3 separate regions of the Mus musculus genome follow, and regions 2 and 3 are each linked to region 1. Evidence: chromatin contacts called from public promoter capture Hi-C data. All regions are on one chromosome and are shown on one strand. The core of a region is the stretch at or near the end of the contact, and the rest is flanking DNA. Distances in the headings are between cores, read along the strand shown.

What was found. Capture Hi-C pulls out chosen DNA fragments and counts their contacts.
Region 2: a contact with region 1 is called in a promoter capture Hi-C map of liver. The contact joins the promoter of 4930525G20Rik here to the promoter of Zfp874a in region 1. A contact is called at or near these places in 3 of 39 promoter capture datasets (embryonic stem cells, hippocampal neurons and liver), 3 of 484 Hi-C or Micro-C datasets (cortical neurons and embryonic stem cells), 4 of 115 datasets of contacts at active chromatin or transcription factors (bone marrow-derived macrophages, embryonic stem cells and stem cell-derived neural progenitor cells) and 3 of 9 other capture datasets (adipose tissue, liver and macrophages).
Region 3: a contact with region 1 is called in a promoter capture Hi-C map of pancreatic islet. The contact joins the promoter of Zfp759 here to the promoter of Zfp874a in region 1. A contact is called at or near these places in 7 of 39 promoter capture datasets (the C10 cell line, the HPC-7 cell line, cranial neural crest and 4 more), 1 of 484 Hi-C or Micro-C datasets (CD4 T cells), 1 of 115 datasets of contacts at active chromatin or transcription factors (stem cell-derived neural progenitor cells) and 5 of 9 other capture datasets (adipose tissue, embryonic stem cells, liver and 2 more).

The regions. Positions count from the first base shown.
Region 1 is chr13:67,450,216-67,453,295 of GRCm38.p6, reverse strand. It overlaps Zfp874a (zinc finger protein 874a), which reads left to right and starts at 1,672. Exons shown (of 4, transcript NM_177712.4): 1 at 1,672-1,784. The coding sequence starts at 1,779.
Region 2 is chr13:67,829,518-67,832,597 of GRCm38.p6, reverse strand. 4930525G20Rik (RIKEN cDNA 4930525G20 gene) reads left to right here and starts at 1,613. Exons shown (of 3, transcript NR_045194.1): 1 at 1,613-1,763. It overlaps Gm10037 (predicted gene 10037), which reads right to left and starts at 1,492. Exons shown (of 4, transcript NM_001309374.1): 1 at 1,445-1,492.
Region 3 is chr13:67,126,712-67,129,791 of GRCm38.p6, reverse strand. Zfp759 (zinc finger protein 759) reads right to left here and starts at 1,564. Exons shown (of 4, transcript NM_172392.3): 1 at 1,478-1,564. The coding sequence starts at 1,483.

The sequences.
Region 1 (3,080 bases), core at 423-2,922:
TCTCCCTTGTTTCTTGCCTGGGGATCCTAAAAGTCCTGCCTCTATCTCCCTTCCATCATTGGCCACTGTTAACTCTATTTCCCAACCAGAGCCAACTGGGGGCAGTGTTCCTTTAGCCTATGTGCAGGACACTGGAAACAGGTTTTTGAGTAACCTGATTAGCATGAGAACTCAAGCTGCTACAGTTTTCTCGTGGTTTGGTTGGATCAGGATAACTAGGGCTTGCTGTCTGTCATGGGGTAGCTGTGCTTTGGAGGTGTCACATTGGCCTGGTTCGTGTTGATTGTGTTGTTTCGAGGGCCTTTAGCCATCTAGATGCTTTTGCTCCATGGATGTTCTCATTGTAGCCGGATTGAGAGGAAGGTGAACCTGGATGGTCCTGGTGTGGCAGGCCTCTGATGGGCTGCCTTGGGCTGTATGGTTGCGAACCTGTGGTTCTGTATGCTTCAGGAGTCTCAGGTTTGATGAAGGTGGGCAGATATGTGGCAGGAGAATGGAGGACCTCTCGGATGGCGGGCTGCTCCAGCAGCTTGGCTTGCCCCAGAGGACTCAGATAGCAGGGAAGAAGGGTTGGGGAAGGGAACCTTACCTGTGGTTCAGGAGTCTGATGGAGGTGAAGGAGAGGTGGCAGGAGAGTGGAGGTTCCCTGGGTAGTAGGCTGCTCAGAGCAGCTTGGTTTGGCCCAGAAGGGATTCTGTTATTTCCAAGGAAAACTGCCAATATAACATACTATTTCCCTCTCTCCTCCTCCTTTTTTTTTGGGACAGTCCCAGTACAGGCCTCTGGCTCTCCTAGAACTAGAGTTTCTCCTGTCTCTGCCTCCCAAGTGATTGAAGGCATATCCATAACATCTGGCAAGTTCCTTTTGTCTATTTTTCTATTTTTTTTTTGCAAGCTTAAGTAACATTTTATAATATGTAGAATGAAGATTAAAATAAACATATTGATGAGCAACAACTTGTAAACTTAACAAACAAAACATGGAAAGGCTTGATTCACAAATATCTTCTGTGATGAATCTGGATATTTCTGGTTTTGTTGTTCTTTGTTTTGTTTTGAGACAGGGTTTCACTGTGTAGCCCTGGCAGGCCAGGGACTCACTGTAAACAAGGCAGCCTGGAACTCAGAGGTGCCTGAATTTGCTTGCAGTGAGCTGGGATTAAAGACACCGCAGGCTGTGAATCTTGAATGTCAAAAGCAGCCTGAGTCCCTGCTTTTGCTCTTTGTCCTCTGTGAGGAAACTTTATTGTGTGCCGGGCACCCGCTCTTAAATTACTAAAAGATAAGTTCCTGGCAACTTCCCTCCTCCAGAAAATTGTAAAACTCTTTTGAAATGATTAACGCATGGTCTGGTTTCTGCAAACTAGCTTATTGCCACTTAACTGGCAGTGAGGTGGTTCCTCAAATAGCTGTAAACTCCACGGAAATTAAGGAATTAAGAACTTTACAGTGAAAATCCGGAAAAGCGGCACCTTACATAAACATTCGGCTCGTTAGAACTGGACACAGTTCATGGTCTCCTTGTTTCCTAAGTAGGTGACACTACATTGCAGACACACATCAATGTAGAAATCCAGGACCTTTAAATAATACAACTCACTCTCCTAGGACTCCTGCAACGCCATCGCACAGACTTGTGGGAAATGTAGTCTGCAGCACGGTGACGTCACAGGTCTGCACTTTTAGTAAACAGTTCATCTTTTAGTAAGCATGTGCGGCTCTTATCCAAAGCTGGGCCAGACTCTGGTCCTGCTGTGCTCTCCCGTTGGATCTCTGACATGGAGGTTGGTCCAGGGTTCAGTCATCCCAGGGTCTGTGCGGGGTGCATAGTTCCGGAAGGAACAGGGACCGGATGGAATGGGAGCTGGGAAGAGCTGATTTGGAGGAGCTTTCTGGACAGGGCTGGTGAGAGGGCGCTGCGGGGGTTGGTGGGACTGACCCCTGCGTTAGACTGACAGAAATCAAGGAATGGAGAAGCTTGTAAGTTCAAGGATTGCCTGGGCAGTGTTGGCTGGGTGAAGGTCTTTGCCTGGGCATGGTGATTCTGGGCGTACACTTTCCAGCTTTCTGGTGGAAGCATTAGCTGGGTCACTCTCACGTGGATATTACTGGATCTGTCAGTAAGTTTAGTTAAGAGGAGATCTGGTCCTTTCTGTACTTTATGGCTGTCTGTCACGGAGTTCAAGACCACTGAAAAAAACTCCGAACAAAACTAGGAATTATGAGATAAAACCAGCCGGGCGGTGCTGGCGCACGCCTTTAATCCCAGAACTTGGGAAGCAGAGGCAGGCGGATTTCTGAGTTCGTGGCCAGCCTGATCTACAAAGTGAGTTCCAGGACGGCCAGGGCTACACAGAAAAACCCTGTCTCGAAAAACAAAACACAAAAACACACAGAGAAAGAGAGAGAGAGAGAGGGAGAGGGGGAGGGGGAGGGGGAGAGGGAGAGGAGAGAAGAGAGGAGAGAGAACCAAACAAAAAACAACCCAAACTGCTTTATTTAGAGCCACAATCTCCTTTGCCAGTTTGAGAACTGCTGCAAAAGGGAAGATAGGGGTTGGAATTTTTAAAGGCACACACCACAAGTATCTCAACTCTGGGGATTTTCTGCTATGTGGGTTTTTTTTTTTTTCTTTTTTTGGTTTTTTGTTTGCTGTTTGTTTTTGTTGCTGTGTTGTACAACAGCTTAGTTGGAAATGGAGCTAGCTTTTAACTATCACACATGCAATAACTCTTGTCTTGCTTTGAGGTGACAGAAATTGCTAGGTTCCAGGGTCAGAGTTTTGCGTACTGGAGATTGAGGTGTGTGATGTTTCCTCCACTTACCTGGAAATGAATTGTGAATTTACAGATGGTTCACTTGGATTAGGAATCTCTCGTGGAAAGTGTTTAATTCCTCACTTGAAATGACACAGATGTTTTCTGAAAGGATATTGAGCTGTTTCTCAGTGGAGGATGAACTAAAATCTCCCTAAGTAAAACAAGAGATAAAACTTTTGCCTCAGAGGTTGTAAGCCTGAGATCGAAAAACCTGTCACAAGGTGTTAACAAAGGACACCAGAGGTGCCCTCGTGTTAACAC
Region 2 (3,080 bases), core at 364-2,863, 380 kb before region 1:
ATTGAAGACAGGTGAAATGTAAAATAAATACATCCACAGAAGCATCCATTTAATGCCATATGCTTATTATAAACCACACAAATAAACAGTTCTCACAACAGAAAGTCCTGGTGAGGGAGAAGGTTCTTGTCAACACTAAATATACACAGCCATGAATGTGAAATTATATGAAAATACAGACTTTAATGAGGTGGCTCTGGCTGTCATCTGGGTTTCTGCATTTGTCCAGAATTCAGCAGCGACACAAAGCACAGTGACAAGGGACAGGAGATGGAGGAGGCAAGGGGTAGAACATTAAAGGAAGAACTCACAGACTAATATCATTCAAGGTTCTGAACATACGGGGAAACCAGCATGCAAAGGACTAATCATACTGAGAATTTAACATAGAACAGAATTCACTGTTCCTTGTCATGTTCCATTTCTGTGTTTTCTCTAATGGGTACTGGTTGATGTTTGTGACATTTCTGAAGTGTGTTTTACACATTTGACAGCATGTATCAGTGTGCTGTAGTTGAGCAGCATGTTTGCTATGCTGTCTAATTATTTCAAAATTTTTTAATTTCTATATTCATGTCTTATTGAATAATGCCCCAGATTGGCCAACGAGAATAGTCATATTATTTTTTTATTTATACATGAAAATATCAGCAGTTTATGTATTAGTGGGGTCCTTTAAAATAATTGTATAGATAAGCTTTGATCATTTTTCTAAGTATTGTTGTGCTCAACTCAAACAGTATGTTATCGGATTCTAAGATGTAGCCCACATGATCCTTATACACATCCAGCATTCAGGGCAACAAGACTGCAAGCTTCTCTCTCTCCCACTGTTCCAGAGCGTCCATTACTCAGGAAGGCCCAGAACCTTGGCTTCCTGACATCAGTAGTCCATGGTAAAAAATATTTGGCCTCCTTCTTCTATAAGTTACAACTCTGTATTTTTAGTTTAAAAATAGCTCAACAATTTCAGTGTGAGATGAGAACATGCTGACACTCTGAGTGTCATGGTGAATAGCTTCAATCCCAAGATGAGGGAGGCAGAGGCAGGAAGATCCCTGTGAGTTCTAGTTCAGCCTGGTCTACAAAGTAAGTTCCATGAGAACCAAGAGAAATTCTGTCTAAAACACAAACACAAAAACAAAAAACAAAAACAAAAAGCAAAACAAAACAACAGGCTGAAATAACCATTGTGGGCCAAGGACACATCCTGTGTTTGGGGATCACTAACATCTCTAGGGCACGAGAGCAGCACGCAGTGTCCAAAGGAAACCATCACCTAGGGCACAATCCTCATCGTCCCGACATGCAACGTCACCTGTCCCAGCCGGTACAGCAAGGCAGGTCCAAGCAGCAGCTTCTGCCCTCCCACCCAGTTCAGTTTCGCTCCCTCTGAGACAGAACCGGGAACAGAGACCCAGGCTATGTTGTTTTCTGAACCAACCTCCACATCACAGACGACAGGAATGTAACGGCCACACAGGACTCTCGCAAAACTTTGGGGAAGACCCCTCTGTTAAGCAAAAACCTAGTGGGGGGTTTACCGGTTAGCTCCCTGTGACGTCACAGTATCCAGACTACATTTCCCAGAAGTCCGTGCGAAGGGATTTCTGTAACCCACCGAAGGTGATTTCTCTGGTTCCAGAATTTGTCCCTGGCAACCCAAGAGAGAGAATAGAAGGAAAGAAGCAGTCTGCAGCACATTCTTGGGGAGTCGGGCTGGTTTTCCCCCCTCCGGATCCACAACAGGAGATAACGTGAATGTGAGTCGAGTCTGTGACAGAAATCTTAGGAGTACAAGTCATTTCTGGGCCATATGTTGTAATTTTAATCTTACTTTAAAAAAGAATCACGCTGACCCTGTTGTGTTTTTAAATAAGGAAGCAATACACTAATGTGGGAAAGAAAATCATCTTAAGATTCATTAATATTTTTTAACTCCCAGCGGCTCTTGATGCCTCTTTGGTTCTCACGCTCACTGAGAATGTCTTGTTGGAGATGGCAGCAAAATTCTCATAAACTTACAAAATATTTGTCCACTCCCATTCCTAGTAGGCTTTCAACTCTGGCACATTTGACATTGTTTTGAATCTCATTATTCATCACGGTCATATCCCATGGTTGAAAATATTGCCAGTATTTTTTCTTTTGGTTTTTCGAGACAGGGTTTCTCTGTATAGCCCTGGCTGTCCTGGAACTCACTTTGTAGACCAGGCTGGCCTCGAACTCAGAAATCCGCCTGCCTCTACCACCCCCACCCCCACCCTCACCCCCCACCCCCCAGTGCTGGGATTAAAGACATGCGCCACCACACATTTTCTCTCCTCACTCACTCATGAGATCCTTGGGTGTTTGCTAAGTGTGCTGTTACCTTAAAGGAACCCCATGCAAGGTGAGTAGATTGGACTTAGTGCTGCTTTTTAGTGCTCACATCCTGAGGTAAGGGAGGCAGGACTTGTCCACCTGTGGTGACTGCAGGAGCCTCCTGAGCAATAGCTGCAGCCTTGGCAGGAGTGGGGCTTCTGGTCTGCACTTCTTTATCTTTCTGAGACCTCAGCCATCAGGAAAGCTAACCAGCCATGGAGGCCAGGAACCAACCTCACTAGGTCCAGGGGTTTGGAGCCATGATTTCTGTGCCAGAGGGTGCCTTACCTGTTTGTTTCTCAAGTTAAGAGAAGCTTTACTGGTTCCTAATGCCTGTTGTCTCTGCTAGAACTCAAAGCCTGCTTCCTCTGAGATAGCACTCCCTCTGTCTCTGAGATTCCTTTGCCTTATGCCTGTGGTCTGCTTTTGTTTCTGCCCCAACGTGCCTAGATTTGGGAGGTGACCTATCCCCCACAGATATCGTAACTACTGGCTATGAATGAAACTATACCCCTGCATTCTCAATTGTTAAGCTCTGCTGGCAGCATCTAGCATTGGCTGGATATAAGGTACTGTCCTTACTATCACCCACAAAACCTGCCTTGTACATGTAAATATTTGTCACTTCCTGCGCAAAAGGAGTATTCTCTGAGATTGTCATGTTAATGAGCAAGTTGCCCCAGGGAGGTCCTGGAGTTTTCATTGACTTTATCCAG
Region 3 (3,080 bases), core at 315-2,814, 320 kb after region 1:
GACAGTCCTTGCCTCACTATGTAGTGGACCACACAGCTTGTTAATAGATAAAAACCTCTCAGAATCCACTGACTAGGCAGAACATGAGATTCTATCAACCCAAAAGCTAAAATCTCAGCAGATGGTATCTTAGGTGAATAGAATATCTCCCATATCTCAAGGTACATATACATACCTCTATCAGACTTACACCAATGTATTTTAAGCTTTCTTAGGTTAATGACATTCTTTGTTCTGTAAAACCATGAAATAGATTTCATGTTGGAGCATGGAATTTGGATTAATTAAACCTGTGTTCTCAGATCATGGCTACAAAAATGGCTCTGGACTAAACTATTCTCTTAACTCTTCAAAAGGACAACTATGCATTTTGCATGAACAGGAACCTACTATATGCAAATCATAAGTTCCCAAGTATGCCACAGGTTTTGAAATTTATCTTGCAGCCTTTCTAATACAGTTGAAAAATTTGAAGACTTCTTCCTAAAACTATTAAGGGTGCATCAGTAAACCTGAAAGTCACATTGAGGGACAGGGAAAATTTAAGAGAGTTCGAACACTGCCAATAATAGGAACATACATAAGAAAATCACATGATGAGACAATATCCAGATCCTGCCAGATTAAAGAGAACAATGTACAGAGCCTGGCAGATGAGCAGAGATATTTCCTCCTTCCCTTTCAGACTTTCCAGCTCCTCCCAGCGATCTTTCTCTCATCACACCAAGTCATCTATCTCTCACATCTGAAAAGAAGTCCAAATACTGGACAGAACACATACTCAGAACACAAACATACTCAGAACCGTTGAGGTATTACTGTCTAGTCATTTTTAATCTGTGTAAAATCCATAATTACATAGATTGTGCAAACACGGGATGTTACCAATTACAAGATTATTCTGTGGCTATACAGCCATGTATTGTGAGGAATCATGTCACTGAGATGTCTATTAGAAATTCCCACTCTAACCAAGGCATCCATAAATCTAACAATTCATTCCAAAGGAAAAGTAATTAACACCCCACACAACAATCACCGTCACAGGACTCTCTGTCCCTGGACACTAGGAACTTTAGAAAGCTGTGTGAACTCAAACAAGGAGTAGTCTCCAGGACATGACGTATAGGGGGCGGTAGATGTCCCCGTGTTCTGTATGTCCAGAGAATCTGACTACAGCCAGTGAGAATGGGTCAACTAGGCCGAGCACGTTTCCCTTTAAACATGCTTGAGCTCTGGTCAGCATCGCAGGCACAGGCAGTGTGCAGACCCTGCCTGCCCTTGCCATCCTGTAGTTTCTAACGTTCTCCTCATCAAACCTGTGCCCAGGGACAGTGACCCAGCCTAGGTCAGCACAGCATCTCCAGGTCAGCAGCTTCCTGTCTCACAACAAGCCCAAGCCGGCACTCTCCGTGCCCTACCCGCCACCCTGCACAGTCCCTCATATCTGCAAGATGGTGCTGTTCCCTGCACCAACCTCCATGTCAGAAATCCAAATGCAGCGCTCAACAGGACAACTGCACAAATTTGAGAAGCGACCTTTGACGAAAGAATATGGAAATTTGATGCTGACAGCACTTTCTGATGCCGTCACAGGGGCCGGGACTACATTTCCCACAAATCAATTGGAAGGACTTCCGGGAACCCACTGAAGAGGTTTTGTACACTGCCTGGATTACAGTCCACTGAGAGCAGGTGCACATGGACATGCACAGGGAATTTGGGCTCTTTTACAGTCCTTGGTCACGGCACGAAATGTTTGCCTGTGAGCTGAACCTTTCACATTAATCCCGCCTATCAGGTTTCCATGTTATCTCTGATAAAACATTTTGATTTAAAAACTCCGACCTACTATAGAATCTTATTAACAAATGGAAAATTCATGCTTTCATGATCTGCTTTATTTAAGAATGTGGAAGCAGGAAGTTAATGTAGGAGTGAGCATTATCTCTTTACGATTCTATTGAAACCATCCTAGTCGCTTAAGATAGAAGAATTAGAAATCAAAGCTAGTCACCAGCAGATGTTTTCTGAGCACTCCACTGGTTTTTCTCTTCTGTATGTCTCCCAAGGGGCGGGACAGAGTTACTGGGATCACAATGATGTGTGTACTAACTCTTTTTTTTCGAGGCAGGGTTTCTCTGTATAGGGTTTCTCTGGCTGTCCTGGAACTCACTCTGTAGACCAGGCTGGCCTCGAAATCAGAAATCTGCCTGCCTCTGCCTCCGGAGAGCTGGGATTAAAGGTGTGCGCCACCACGCCCGGCGTGTGTACTAACTCTTAATCCACTGTGCACTATAGGATTTCCCCCTGCCTTAGGTTTGATGTTCCTTATTGATTTTTCTGTCTCTGCACTGATCCTGTCATCGGTCATATTTGACAATATTTGAACATTAGTGTTATCTGTCTTGAATTTCCCTCACTTCTCCTAAACAGAACACTGAGATATTTTCTTCTTGAATACAAAGATATCAGAAATATTCATAATACTGTCTAATGAGATCACTGTATTAAAGGAGTTACACTGGAAACATAGAGTATTGAGAATTCATGTCTCTTCTTGGGAAGGTTTATTCTTGTGCAGTTCATGGTTGAGTCAAAGTTACAAACCCTGTTACAGAAAAGACTTCCTACTTCCCTGAATCCTAATGATTCAAAAAGAAGCTGTTTCAAAGAAGATACTGTGCCGAGTCCATATTTAATTCTTCTTTTCCAGTGAGTATGTTTATCCAGGAATGCAGAACGGCTTCCTCAAATTAGAAAAATTAGAGTCAAGGAACAATACATGTACCTGTACTTGATTGGCAAGTGTCATGACTGGTCTGTCCTCCTCCTGAATGCTGCAGTGAAGGGCATTGACAGAAACCACAAAAGTTAGTATTTCTGAGCATAGCTAGTTTTCCAATATATGTTATGTGTTGAGATCTGGTCTGTTGCTATGTATTGTAATGCTAAATTCTGTATCCAAGATCTAGTACTACAGCTGACTTCTCATATTTACATGGTTCTGTGGCACAAACCTTCATCCTTGATTTAAAACTATGGGATAAATCAAATTGGCTACAGCCAATTACTGGAGG